2 separate regions of the Mus musculus genome follow, and region 2 is linked to region 1. Evidence: chromatin contacts called from public HiChIP or PLAC-seq data. All regions are on one chromosome and are shown on one strand. The core of a region is the stretch at or near the end of the contact, and the rest is flanking DNA. Distances in the headings are between cores, read along the strand shown. Region 1 holds the start of Pxdc1 (PX domain containing 1). Region 2 has its middle 32 kb from the start of Fam50b.

The links. HiChIP or PLAC-seq counts read pairs in DNA pulled down with a chosen protein or histone mark.
Region 2: an H3K27ac HiChIP or PLAC-seq map of embryonic fibroblasts shows a contact between it and region 1, with 20 read pairs. The contact joins the enhancer-like site here to the promoter of Pxdc1 in region 1. A contact is called at or near these places in 12 of 39 promoter capture datasets (3T3-L1-derived adipocytes, the HPC-7 cell line, cranial neural crest and 9 more), 7 of 484 Hi-C or Micro-C datasets (the MNK3 cell line, bone marrow-derived macrophages, cardiomyocytes and 3 more), 16 of 115 datasets of contacts at active chromatin or transcription factors (SST interneurons, bone marrow-derived macrophages, embryonic fibroblasts and 12 more) and 3 of 9 other capture datasets (adipose tissue, liver and pancreatic islet).

The regions. Positions count from the first base shown.
Region 1 is chr13:34,649,361-34,655,246 of GRCm38.p6, forward strand. It overlaps Pxdc1 (PX domain containing 1), which reads right to left and starts at 3,321. Exons shown (of 5, transcript NM_025831.3): 1 at 2,820-3,321. The coding sequence starts at 3,075. Gm15908 (predicted gene 15908) reads left to right here and starts at 3,563. Exons shown (of 4, transcript NR_105041.1): 1 at 3,563-3,868.
Region 2 is chr13:34,763,633-34,769,518 of GRCm38.p6, forward strand. No RefSeq gene overlaps it. Among named protein-coding and RNA genes, the nearest start is that of Fam50b, 32 kb to the left of the region's middle. Within about 2 kb of position 3,154, at least 41 of the 459 cell types and tissues checked have an H3K27ac peak or open chromatin away from gene starts, as enhancers often do. A contact at or near this core is called in SST interneurons, adipose tissue, bone marrow-derived macrophages and 4 more, where this site is marked.

The sequences.
Region 1 (5,886 bases), core at 2,071-4,570:
AGCCATCTTCCCATCCCAGGGCTGAAGGACAGCAAGAAGCGGCTCTATCAGCCCTGGGTCATAAGCTACCAACCTGCTGCTAGTTAAGTGTCTGGAGAGACCTAGTTCCATGGGAAAAAAAAAAAAAAAAAAAAAACTACAGGAGAGAAGCAAGACTGAAATCAGCACTACTTTATCTCATCCAAACAGCACCGTGCCTAAACCCCATACAGGGGTCCCTGCCTGTGTGTCACCAGGACACATAAAGAGGCAATGATCATCCACCAAGCATAACACCACAGAAGAAAAGAAAACCTAATTCTCTCATGGCAGTACTGCAGGAGCCAAGACGGAGGGCTCAGCACCTCTTCAACTTCGTGAAGATTCAGAAATGCAAAGTAGAGTCGTGGCCTCCCCACTAGTCTGGGTATCAGGAACTACTACCAGCCTCTTCCCGGGGAAGCTTTTCTAATGAAAACCAGGTAACATAAATCAAGCTTGGCCCAGAGATTTCAATAAATACAGACGTGGGAATCTGCCTGACAGAAATTAAATTGCCAGCACTCCACACAGCTGGAGTGCTTCCCTGTTGATAGTTTGAAAATACGATTTTTTAAAGCAAATAACAAATTTGCATGGACAAGAGGTAGAATCTTCTTTTGTGTTACTATGGGGTATTTTTACTTGGCACACGACTTTCCCTAGACTTGAAAGGATCAATGGAAGTAAAAGGACCTTCGTGGTTTTGTGGAAGAAATTGAGGGTGGCCCTAGGGAAGAATCAAGCAGAGAAAGGAGAAACAGAATGGATCGTGATTCAGGGTCACCTCTCTATTGTGCCCAGAGTCCACCCTCATTTCATCTAGGGAGTACTAGGTGGACCCTCATAAGAGGTTTGCATCAGCTAGGACCGGGCACCAGTGATGGGCAGTTCTAATGGTCACTTAGTAGGTTGTCAGCCACTGCATCTCAACCCAGCCGCCCTGCCAGCTCCATCAGTACATCTAACCCACTTCTCCCTACCCTTCAGATACTTGAAGGCAGCTCTCATAGCCCTTGGTTTCCTCCATGATAGTCACCCACTTCTCATCACTTCTAAATACTTCCTTTACTCTGGAGAATGTGCAGCTACACTGCAGGGCCTGTGACTCCAGATGGTTGCATACATGCAAACGAGGCCAGGTGAACAAGGGTAAGATGGTTTCCTCCCTTCTGCTTCAGGGAAGGCCTTTTCGCCTGTGACTCCACCCTGAAGTCACATCCCTTCCCGCACTCTCTGCAACCAGCGCCCCTGGCCAGAAGGCACCAGTAGTAAACAAGTGTCCTTTACAGACGCTTATTGTCACCAGATACAGCCTGGCGGTTCACCCCTCACAAAACCCCACAGGCAACAGGTATTCTCATAGATGATTCTAGTCTGTGGTCACAGCAGAGCTCTGGGAACTGCTCAGAGGGAGAGCCAGAAAGTTCAACTTGTTTATGGACAGCCTTATTCCAGAAGAAGCCACTGAGTAAACCAGCGACCCTTCCTGATGCTTTCCTGACTCAGACATTCATTTGTTAAATTAAAACTACAACAAAGAGCGAATTTAAAGCAATAAAAACAGGCCTAATCTTGACAACGTTGCTCAGCCACTGGGAGCGGCTGGGATGGAGATCTAAACCAGGCTTGTCACTCCGGGCCTCCACACTCACTTGCTTTTGGGAACCTGTCCAAATGATGTGTCTGCCAGGGGATGTGTCATGAGAATGGAGCTAATTATCCACATAAGCCACACATTGGTGGAACCTATCACCAGAGGGAAACGGAGGTTATCTCAAGACCTTAGCCAGACAGGCGGCCAAGGAAATGCGTACTGGCTAACCTTGAGTAACTTTGCCCCAAGCTGTCACAGGATGACTGCTTTGAGGACTTGGGTCCAAGGGTCTCAGAGCCCCGGGAGGCCACGTACTGGGGGGAAGTCTGCTCAGAAGCTATATTGATCCCTCCTGCCCTACCGCTTACCCGGCTCTTTGCCTCACATTTTATTCTTCCCCCCTCCCCCGTCTCTATCAAGGTCTCTCTCCAGTTTCCTCCACTCTTCCAGTCCTTTTGCTGTCCTTAGGAAGCAAAGGGGAAGCCACTGCTGTTTGAGAAAAACAACAGTCACAGCCAACCAGGACCGTCACACGGCCTGAGAGGAGGCGGCCATGGCTAATCAAATCCGAATGCGGACCCGGCTCAGGGGTGGGGACCCTGGGTTGGCCGGACAGATCCAGGCGGGGCGGCCTCCTCCTAGGAGAGGTGGAAAAGATTGCTGCGTGGCACCTCGCTTTCAGGCTCAGCTGTCCCCGGGGCAGAATACAGATGGGGCCTCTACTGGGCAGGACCTGAGCAGCGATCATACCTGCTGCGATCACCCCAGTTTCGATACTCTATAACGGTCTCTACCCTTTCCAGCAAACCCATTCCAGCCTCTACTGGTTCTCCACAGCAGCTGGGACCCAGTAGCTGTCAGCTCTGGATGTCGCCTCCGCTTCTTCACTAGAGGCTCGTTCTTTGGGACAGTCAGGCGAGAGTCCTGCTGACCTTGTCCCTTTCCCCAGCCATCTCATTTATCCTCCAAGAGTGTGCGCCCCAGACTCCGTGCCGGTTCCCAGCCCTTTCTGAACGACCATTCAGGAAAGCCGGGGTCTAGGATGTCCTCCGTCAGGTGCCGAATAGTAGAGTTTTAAGTAACTCTTCCCGCGGACTTCATCGCACTTGGATGAGCTCCTCACTAAGTTCCTCCCCCACAAAGCCCCTCCCGAAAACCGCATCTCCCCGCATCCCCCGGTGCCCCCAGTCCCGCAGCCCCGCACCTTGCCGCAGCGGCGTGCGCGCCAGCTCAGACCGGTCCTCGGGGAAGGCATCGCGGAGGCGCTTGCACAGGCGGCCCAGGTCGGCGAAGCTGCGGTGCAGGTAGAGCACGCTGCGGTCCGACCACTCGGTGCGGATTTCGAAGAACTCCTCCTCATCGCCGCGCCTGCTGACGATGAGCCTGCGGATCCCGTTCACCCAGCAACCGCGCACGAACATGTTCACGAGCGACGTGCCCTCAAACACCGCCGAGGCCATGCCGCGGGCGGCGCATGCCCCTGCCGCCGGGGGCGCCCTCGGCCCCCGCCTGGGGTCCGCCTGGGCAGAGTGAGTCCTGGCAGGGGCGATCAGGGGTTCTCCGTGGGACGCGCTCGATTCCCGCAACGGCGGTTAAGAGTCCCCGTGGGGGAGAAGTTGGTGCCCCGCGAATACGCCGCAGCTCTGCGCTCACTCTGGGGCGGCTACGTGTGGCCCGCGCGCTCAGGGCGGCGCCGCCAGGAGTCTGTGGGACTGAACGGGCTGCGGCTTTATAAGGCACTTCCCATCGCGGGCGGCGACGTCGAGTCCCGGCTGCGGCGCCTCCCTCCTGCCTCCCGCTGACCCGCCGCGGGCGGTCCCGGCCCAGAGCTGCACGCAAATCGCCTCCTCCCTGGTCTGCCAACTGCTAGGCGAGGCTGGTCCTGCGCTCTCCCCGCGCGCAAGGCGACTTTCTCCTCGTTCCCACTCTGGATCCTCGGGATTCTCCAGCCCCGAGTTGAGCACTCTGCCAGGCCCACACGGGGGTGGGATCGACACGTCGCTGGAGTCCAGAGTCCCGGGGCGGCGCCGCATGGGGCGGGGACGCGGGCTCAGACCAAGCGGGAATCCGGGCAGAGGGACTGGTGCTGGTCCCCGCGCCGCCCTTGACTCGCCTGGTCTGGGCCGGGACTCGGGCTGACCCGCCCCGTGTCCCATCGGTTACCGGCGACTCCGCCCCGGGTCCTCCCGCGCATTCCGGTCGTGCCTTAGCTTGACGGAGGCCCGGGACGAGGCGGGACAGACAGACCAGAAGGCAAGACCGTGTGGTTCTTAGAAGAGGATCCCCAGGAGGGTTGTCCGCCAAAAGAATATGGGACAGAATTGTAGGAGACCGGGGTCTCCCCGGAGAGAGCAACTCAGGAGGAGCTTAGGAAGTCCCCCTTGGCAGAACGACCCACAGAGAAGGAATGTACCGCATGGCTCCCAATTGAAAAACAGTGTCTAGCATTAAGAATTGTAGCTTGGTTCCAGACATTCTTCTACCTACAACCTGGGAGAAAGACTATGCTTTTTATACGCTTCTAAATAGTCAGTGAACAAAGACGTTAGGCAACAGGTATTCCTTCTCTGGACCTCACTGACCCTGATTTCCGTTGACCGGTCATCCCCGGCAGGGGGCGGGTACTTAGATCGCTCGTGTCACTGCAGAAATCAGTCCTCCTATTTACCAAAAAGTTCTGCTCAGGCACGCCTATGCCAATCCCCACTACTGCCTGGAGCCATGTCCCTTCTGAAGCTGTCTCCTATCACAGCATCATCCCCAGGACCCCCCAGAAATACACTTTTTTAAGCACCCCATCTTTAGGGTAGAGTTTGCTGGGTGGGAACAACCAAGTCTCCAGTTCAGTTCGCTGCTGCTCGAGTGGCCTAGCTCTGTGAGGCTAGCCACCACTTTGAGTCTGTCATTCCTGGGCGCTGAAGAAAGTGTTTTCTTATTAATAGAAGTTGCTTCAAGAGATCTGGAAGTAAAACGAGATGGCAGAGTAAAAGCAGTCACTGTTGGGAAGTCACTGGTTAGAACACGCTATCTTTTATGCCGCTTAGATCATTCATTAATCACTTTTCTATACAGCCTAGAAACTTCATTTTACTACTTTAAAAAAAAAAGATGATAGGGGTCTGGAGTGCCTCACGTATGTAATTCAAGTAGCCCAGGCAGGGACAGGAAGACCTTTTAAAGCTGGAGGCCAACCTGGGATACCACAGTGCTTTCCAGGTTAACACACACACACACACACACACACACACACACACACCTCAGAACAAGAATAAACACCAAGTCCCTATTCTCTGTGATATAAGATCTCACTTTGTAGCCCAGGCTGACTCAAACCACTGATCCTTCTGCCTTAGTCTCTGGAGTGCTGAGTTTGGAGGCATGTGCCACTCTGAAATGGTCTTTGAATCATCTTTTTTTCATATCTTAAATTTTCCCACTTGATGAATAAGTAGAATAATTTCTGGAATATGTGCATTCCCCGAAACATTTGAGACCTAAACTTTGAAAATTGGATGAACTTGACAGGAGCAAAAGTGTTTGCTTCTAAGGGAAGTGTGGACTTTTAGATATTGATAATGATGTTTCCATTGAAACAAGCCCTTGGTAGGCAGCTAGCAGGACTTGGATAAAACTAAAAATATGTATAACTTATGGCCCAATAATTCCTCCAGGGAGTGTGTTTCCCAATTCTAGAAAGTACTAGTACGTGTGCATGCTAAGAGACGTGTGGTTACTGTTTGCCAGTGCATAGATGCTCATACAGAGGGGAGTGGGTAAACTCCTGGCATGTAAGCACAGAGCTCAACCATATGGCTGCAAACATGAATTAATTCCAGCTCTGACTGCTGAAGTATGACCTACCTGCCAAGATGTGCCCATCAGTACAATAGTGGTTTCCTGGGTAGTAGAGCATGTGAGGCCTGCACTACTGTTGGGATTTCATGACTGGTATAGAAACCTGGTCAAAAGCCCATTACTGGGGAGAAGACAGACCCTGGGAAAGGTGATAATTATATCACTAAAGGGGGTCGTGTAGTCAAATTGTCATACCTGTGGATTCCCACATTGCTCTCAACGTTAGTTAGAGAAGTCTCTTTTTGCAGGGAGTAACGGTTGATGTTGTAGACTTATAACTGGTCTAAGTGTCAAATATAAGTAGCTGTGAGTGTTCAGCTGTTGATGAGTCATTGGCATTAATTCCCCACCCCCACCCCCTATCTAAGGCTCAGAGAACATCATAGATCAGGGAGCAGAAAGTGTGTATGTCGGTG
Region 2 (5,886 bases), core at 1,904-4,403, 110 kb after region 1:
TTCTTCAATAATGCTGCTAAGGGACATGTGCATAGAAGCTTTTTCGTGTATCTGATTCTGCAGTGCTTAGGGGGTTACACCTGGAAGTGGAATGGCCAGTGACACATAACTATGTGTAATTTTTAGGATGTTTCCCTGGCAACTGCACTGTTTCACATTTCTAGTAACAGTTATGATGTGTTGTCTCCGCCTCCTCCTCATTAGAACCTAGCTTTCTTACTAAAGCTGTTTAGTGGCTATGAAGGGCTGTTTCCTTATGTGTTTTGGTTTGCATTTTCATAGTTATTAACATTAAGCATCCTTTTGGGTTTATTTATAATTTGTGCATTATCCCTGCATAAATATCCATTTCTTTTGCCCATTTTAAAATATCTTTTATTATCATAAAACAGAGGGCTCTAATTTTAGGGAGGAAACTGTGAGAAAATACAGAGGAAGGAAGGAAGAGGGTAAAATAACAGCAAGGAAGTCTGAGAAAGTAATAAGGAATCATACTACTGATTATTCATCTAAAAATAGAGATAATATACATAGGTCAGTATACAAATATACATATATAGTTTAAATGAAAATTTCCCATCTGGACTCACAATACTCTTTCCAAGAGCCAAAGACCATGTAATAACAACAACAACAAATTCCGGGCATGAAAAGTCCTCTGGAGTTGTTGTTGCTCATGGTTGGCCAAGAGACTCCTAAGACATTTCATGCATTTGCCATTGTCCTGGGTCCCCACAGAGGCAGAAGGTAAGTCCCTGTTTCTGGAGACATCGTGCACTTCAGATACAGGACCAAAGTCCTCAGAGCTGGAACTGACCTGAAAACCTCCTCTCTGAAGCACCACACAAGCTTCCAAAGGAAGTAATCAACAGCCCTACCCAACGATGACACCTATGAACCACAACAACCATCAGCAAGACAGTAGCCCTAAGGGCTCAGCAGTGGTATGCATGCTTCTGTGATAGCCAACAGCTCTCTAATTGACTTAAGACATGCTCAACAATCATGCCTTGGGTACTGGAAAAACTAGGGGTAGTGGAAACCTAGCCAACTACCCAGGACTAGTAAAGTCACGGATCTTAGAAATGAACCTACAAATAGCATTTTACTAAACCAGCACAGTCCCTAACTACATCTAAATATTTAAGAAATATTCCCCAGTGCTCAGAGATGGCCTTCCCCTGACAGATGTGCTGGAATGAGCAGCCTGATTATAATCTTTCTTTTTGTGGGAGTCTGACTGGCCTGCCTCAGGATGACTTGGGACAGTCTCTTGGAAGCTTCTCACCCTCTGTTTAAGGAGTGACTCCAGCCACAGGTTTTATAAGAAACAATTTTAAATATAGCCTTTGGTTTCCATTGTTTTGGTGTGAAGTTAACTCACAGGGACAGAGGCAATTCGCCCTACTGTGTTTGATGAGTCAGTTTCCTTCTGTACCTTTCACATTTTTTCCATTTATTGCCTGCTTCCATTTCACTACACTGTATTGTTCGTATCCCCATTTTAATTCTATTTAGAATTAATTGAGCTGCTCAGATATATAAATTAGTTCTTAGAAAGTTTGAAAATTTCAGCCATTACTTTTTTTTTTAAAGTGTAAGTAAGCTTTAAGAAGACCGTTTTAGAAATTACACTTTATTTATCTTGTGTACATATGCATGTGTGCATGTGTGCCATGCATGTGTGCATGTGTGCCATGCATGTGTGTATGTGTGCCATGGGAAACAGTGGGAGCCAGAGAACAACTTGTGAGAGTCGGTCCTATCCTTCCTCCACGTTGGTCCTGGAGAGCAAACTCAGGTTGTCAGACTTGGCAGCAGGCCATTAAACCTCTGAGCCACCTCATTGACCTTTAAGTCATTTTCGAAGTTAGCTTATGAAGTAATGAGTTTGGTTAAGCTACATCACCTTACTCAATCCTTGTGTATCTACTGTTCTTCCCTCCCGCCATTACCTCCTCTTGACTCCCTTTCTACCTTCCAGACAGAAACCCCTTCTTTGGCTACCACTTTGGTCGGTTTGTTTTATTTTACCATTTTGTGTGTATGGAATTTTACTGCACATGTGTCTGTGCATCCGGTGTGCAGCACCAGCACCTCTAGAAGCTAGAAGAGGACATCAGATCCTTGGGACTGAAGTTACACCAAGTTCTGAGCCACCATGTAGATCCTGGAGCTCAACCCAGTCCTGTGGAAGAACAGCTGGTGCTCTTAAGCACTGATCCATTAGCAATTCAAAGTGCACCCCTTCTCCTCACCCCCTTTTTAAAATTTGGTGAATTCTCTCTCTCTCTCTCTCTCTCTCTCTCTCTCTCTCTCTCTCTCTCTCTCTCTCTCTCTCCTTTTTTCCCCTTTATTCTGCCTTCTTTAGACAAGCTCTCACTAAGTAACATTAATTGACCTAGAACTCACTATATTGACTAGGCTAGCCTCAAATTCAAAGATCCACCTGCCTCTGTCTGTATTGAGGCAAAAGGTATATGCCACCATGCTGACCAGGCATTACTTCTTTGAACACATTCACTCTCTCACACACACACAATTTTTACTTATTTATTTGGGGACCAGGTTCACAAATGACTGAGTGGGCCTGTAGAGGTCAGAACACAACTTGTGGGGATCAGTTCTCTTTCCTGGGGTTTCGGGATAGGATCAAACTCAGGTTGTCAGGTTTTGCAGCCTATGCCCTCACCTTCTGAGCCATCTCACCCACCCCTAAACACTTTATTTTTTCTGCCTCACTCTTTCTTCTTTTTCTGGTATACTCAGTATGCGTGTATTGGCATATTTAACACTATTCATAATCCCATGATGCTCAGTTGATTATTTTTCCTCTTTGCATATTCTATCTTCACCTCTGCCTGTTTTTTTTATACCCAGTGAGTTTTTTTTTTCTTTGGATCTTATACTTCTGTTTGGCTCCCCTTTCCAGTCACTATTTATATTATCTCCCTCCTTCCCTTGGTCCTTCAGAAGTGGTCTCCTGTGGTTCTTTGAACATGGTTGTGGTAGTCACTTTGAAATCATTTTCTGTTAAACCCAACATCTGCGTACTTTATGGATCCTTTCTGCTGCCGGTGCTGGCCTGCACTGGCTTGCTCTTTTCCGTTTCTCCCTATGACTCATAGCTGCTGTTGAAAGCTGCACATTTCAGTCTGCAGGAGGCATCAGCTCTGGATCCCGACTTCCTGCCCTGGAGACTGCTGTTAGCTCATTGGCAAGTATTGTCCTTGTATTTTTGAAGTTCTTCAGCCTCTGCCCAACCCCCTAGGTTTTATTTTCAAGCCTAATTTCTTTTCTTTACTTTTTTGTTTGTTTGTTTGTTTGTTTGTTTTGTTTTGTTTTGTTTTGTTTTGTTGTTTTTCGAGACAGGGTTTCTCTGTATAGCCCTGGCTGTCCTGGAACTTACTTTGTAGACCAGGCTGGTTGGCCTCAATCTCAGAAATCCGCCTGCCTCTGCCTCCCGAGTGCTGGGATTAAAGGCGTGCACCACCACACCCGGCCTAATTTCTTATTATATCAACTGGTTAGTTATTGTTTTCCATCATGACCCAGGGTCATAAATTCCTCCACACTCTTATACAATTAAAGCAGAGCCTGGCCCAGGGTGGTGTATGGCCACTGTTGAGCCTAGCACAAAGGTGTCCCTCAACAGTTTACAATGTGGAAAAGGATGGAGATGACTCTTCTGCAGCTTTGCCACCTGCATCCTCCAAACTGAGCAGGAACTAGGTATGTGTGGCAGAAGGGACTAGTGCCATCACTAATGTGTGTGGTTCGATTCTCACAGCTGGGGACAGGACCATAACATTTTACTGCTGTGAGGAGACGCCATGACCCGAGCAACGCCTTAGAAAGGCAAACATTTCATTGGATCTGGCTTACAGTTTCAGAGGTTTAGCTTTAGTCCAACATCATCAAGGCAAGAAACACAGTGACACACAGGCAGACATGGTGCTGGAGAAGGAGCCGAGGCTGTGAGTTCCGCATCTTGATCTGAAGGCCATGCTAGGAGAAGACTCTTGCAAGCAGTTAGCAGGAGGGTATCAAAGCCCACCCTTCTACCCCACCCCTACACAGACACACTACCTCCAACAAGACCACACCTCCCAACAGTGCCACTCCCTACGGGCCAAGCGTATGCACCTCAGCCTGGCTGCCAAGTCTATCTGGAACAGTGCTTCCACTTCAGGTATGTTAGAGATGGGCGTGTCTGACTACAACCAAGCAGTCCTTCCACAAAGTACTGCGAAGAGAGAAAGAGGGGCTGTGTGTGGCAGCATCTTCGTCACGTCCCTTCTCTGTTGGGGTAGTAAATGAGCTCTGAGAACCGATCACCAACACTCATGGGCTGGCACTGTTGTGTACTCCTTATATCCTGTAAGGCTTGCACAGCGGGGAGCCGGGGGAGGTGGGACCCATCGGTCTGTCCCCACTCATTCGGCTCCCTCCATCAGCTCTCTGGCACAGAGCTATGTGCAGCGGCCTCCCTCCCACCACCGCCACCTCTATTTCTGCTGAGTAAGTGGCTCTCCATCTGCTGCGAGCACTTTGATGGCTCTTTAGAGAGTTCTACGGATTCGATTTTGCTAATTTTGATCAGTTTATAGATGTTTCTCTGTGGGGAGGATTTTTCTAAACTCTTCACACTGCCTTGTGCTTCTAGCCACCCCCCCCTTTTATTTAAATAGAAAAAAAAGGTCATATGTATGTGTTTGTGTGTGTGTGTGTGTGTGTTCTCAGAACTCATTATATGACACTGTTTATTTAAAAGAGGGCAGAGGCAAACTGATAGAGGGATTTTTCTCATATATATGGCACTTTAAATATCTCTGAAAAAAACATACAAGATTCTAGAAACCGTTGTTTTGCTCTAAGGGGAAGAAGAGTGCAGCTTGGAGACAGGAGTGTGAAAGACTCTTTCCACATTAGACCAGGTTGGGTCTTTGAACTGTGAGCCATACACCTGTGCTATCTGTTAAAATATAAAACACTTAAAATATAAACATTAATAAGAATTTAAGCTGAATCTAAAAAAAAAAAAAAAAACAAAAACAAAAAACCGGAGGAATGTCCTGTGTTGAAAGCCTCACTTCCATAAAGGAGACGGGAAACTTCAAGATAAACTGTGGATTAACATGATTGTTTTTAAACAGTTAAAAGAAAAACTACTAAAATCAAACAGAAGCAGCCTGATGGTGTTTCAGTGGAGAAACCTTTCTGGATGTCAAGTCAGAGTCACTGTCCTCCCTCCATGATGGAGTCAGCACCAAGTGGACTTCACATGCCCCAGCCGGTTCCAAGGGCTGGATGGATACTTGATTGCATTTTCAAAAGATCAAAGGTTAGAAGAAACCTTTGCTCAGGCAAATTTTCCCTACAGCTTCCCAGCAAATGTCCACATCCACCTGCTGAGAAAAGTGGGTATAGTAACCCGGGCCCAAGTCTCCCTTCCCAAAATCAAAAGTCTACCTAGCCCCGAAGTATTCATTCTCTAAAACATGAGTGCTGCATGCTTCGTCCCGAGTGCGGTTTCTGTAGGACGACTTTCACTCCATAATAGATCATTAATCAATTTCTTATTTGGGGATGGATGAATGCTTTCTAATTGGAAGCTAGTGGAAGCAAAATTGAAATGCCCGCTCTGATGGGCTTTTGTTACTTAATGAGAGACAACTGAAGCTCAGACGGCTTCCAAATGATTGCAGCAATTTAAGCTCTCACCGTTCATACAGGCATTTCTACATTACTGAAATTCATTCTCTCTCCCTCTCCCCTCCCCTCCCCTCCCCTCTCCCTCTCCTTTTCCCTCTCCCCCTCCCATCCCCTCCTCCCCTCCCTCTCTCTCTCCCCCCTCCCCCCTCTCTCTCTCCCTCTCTCTCTCTT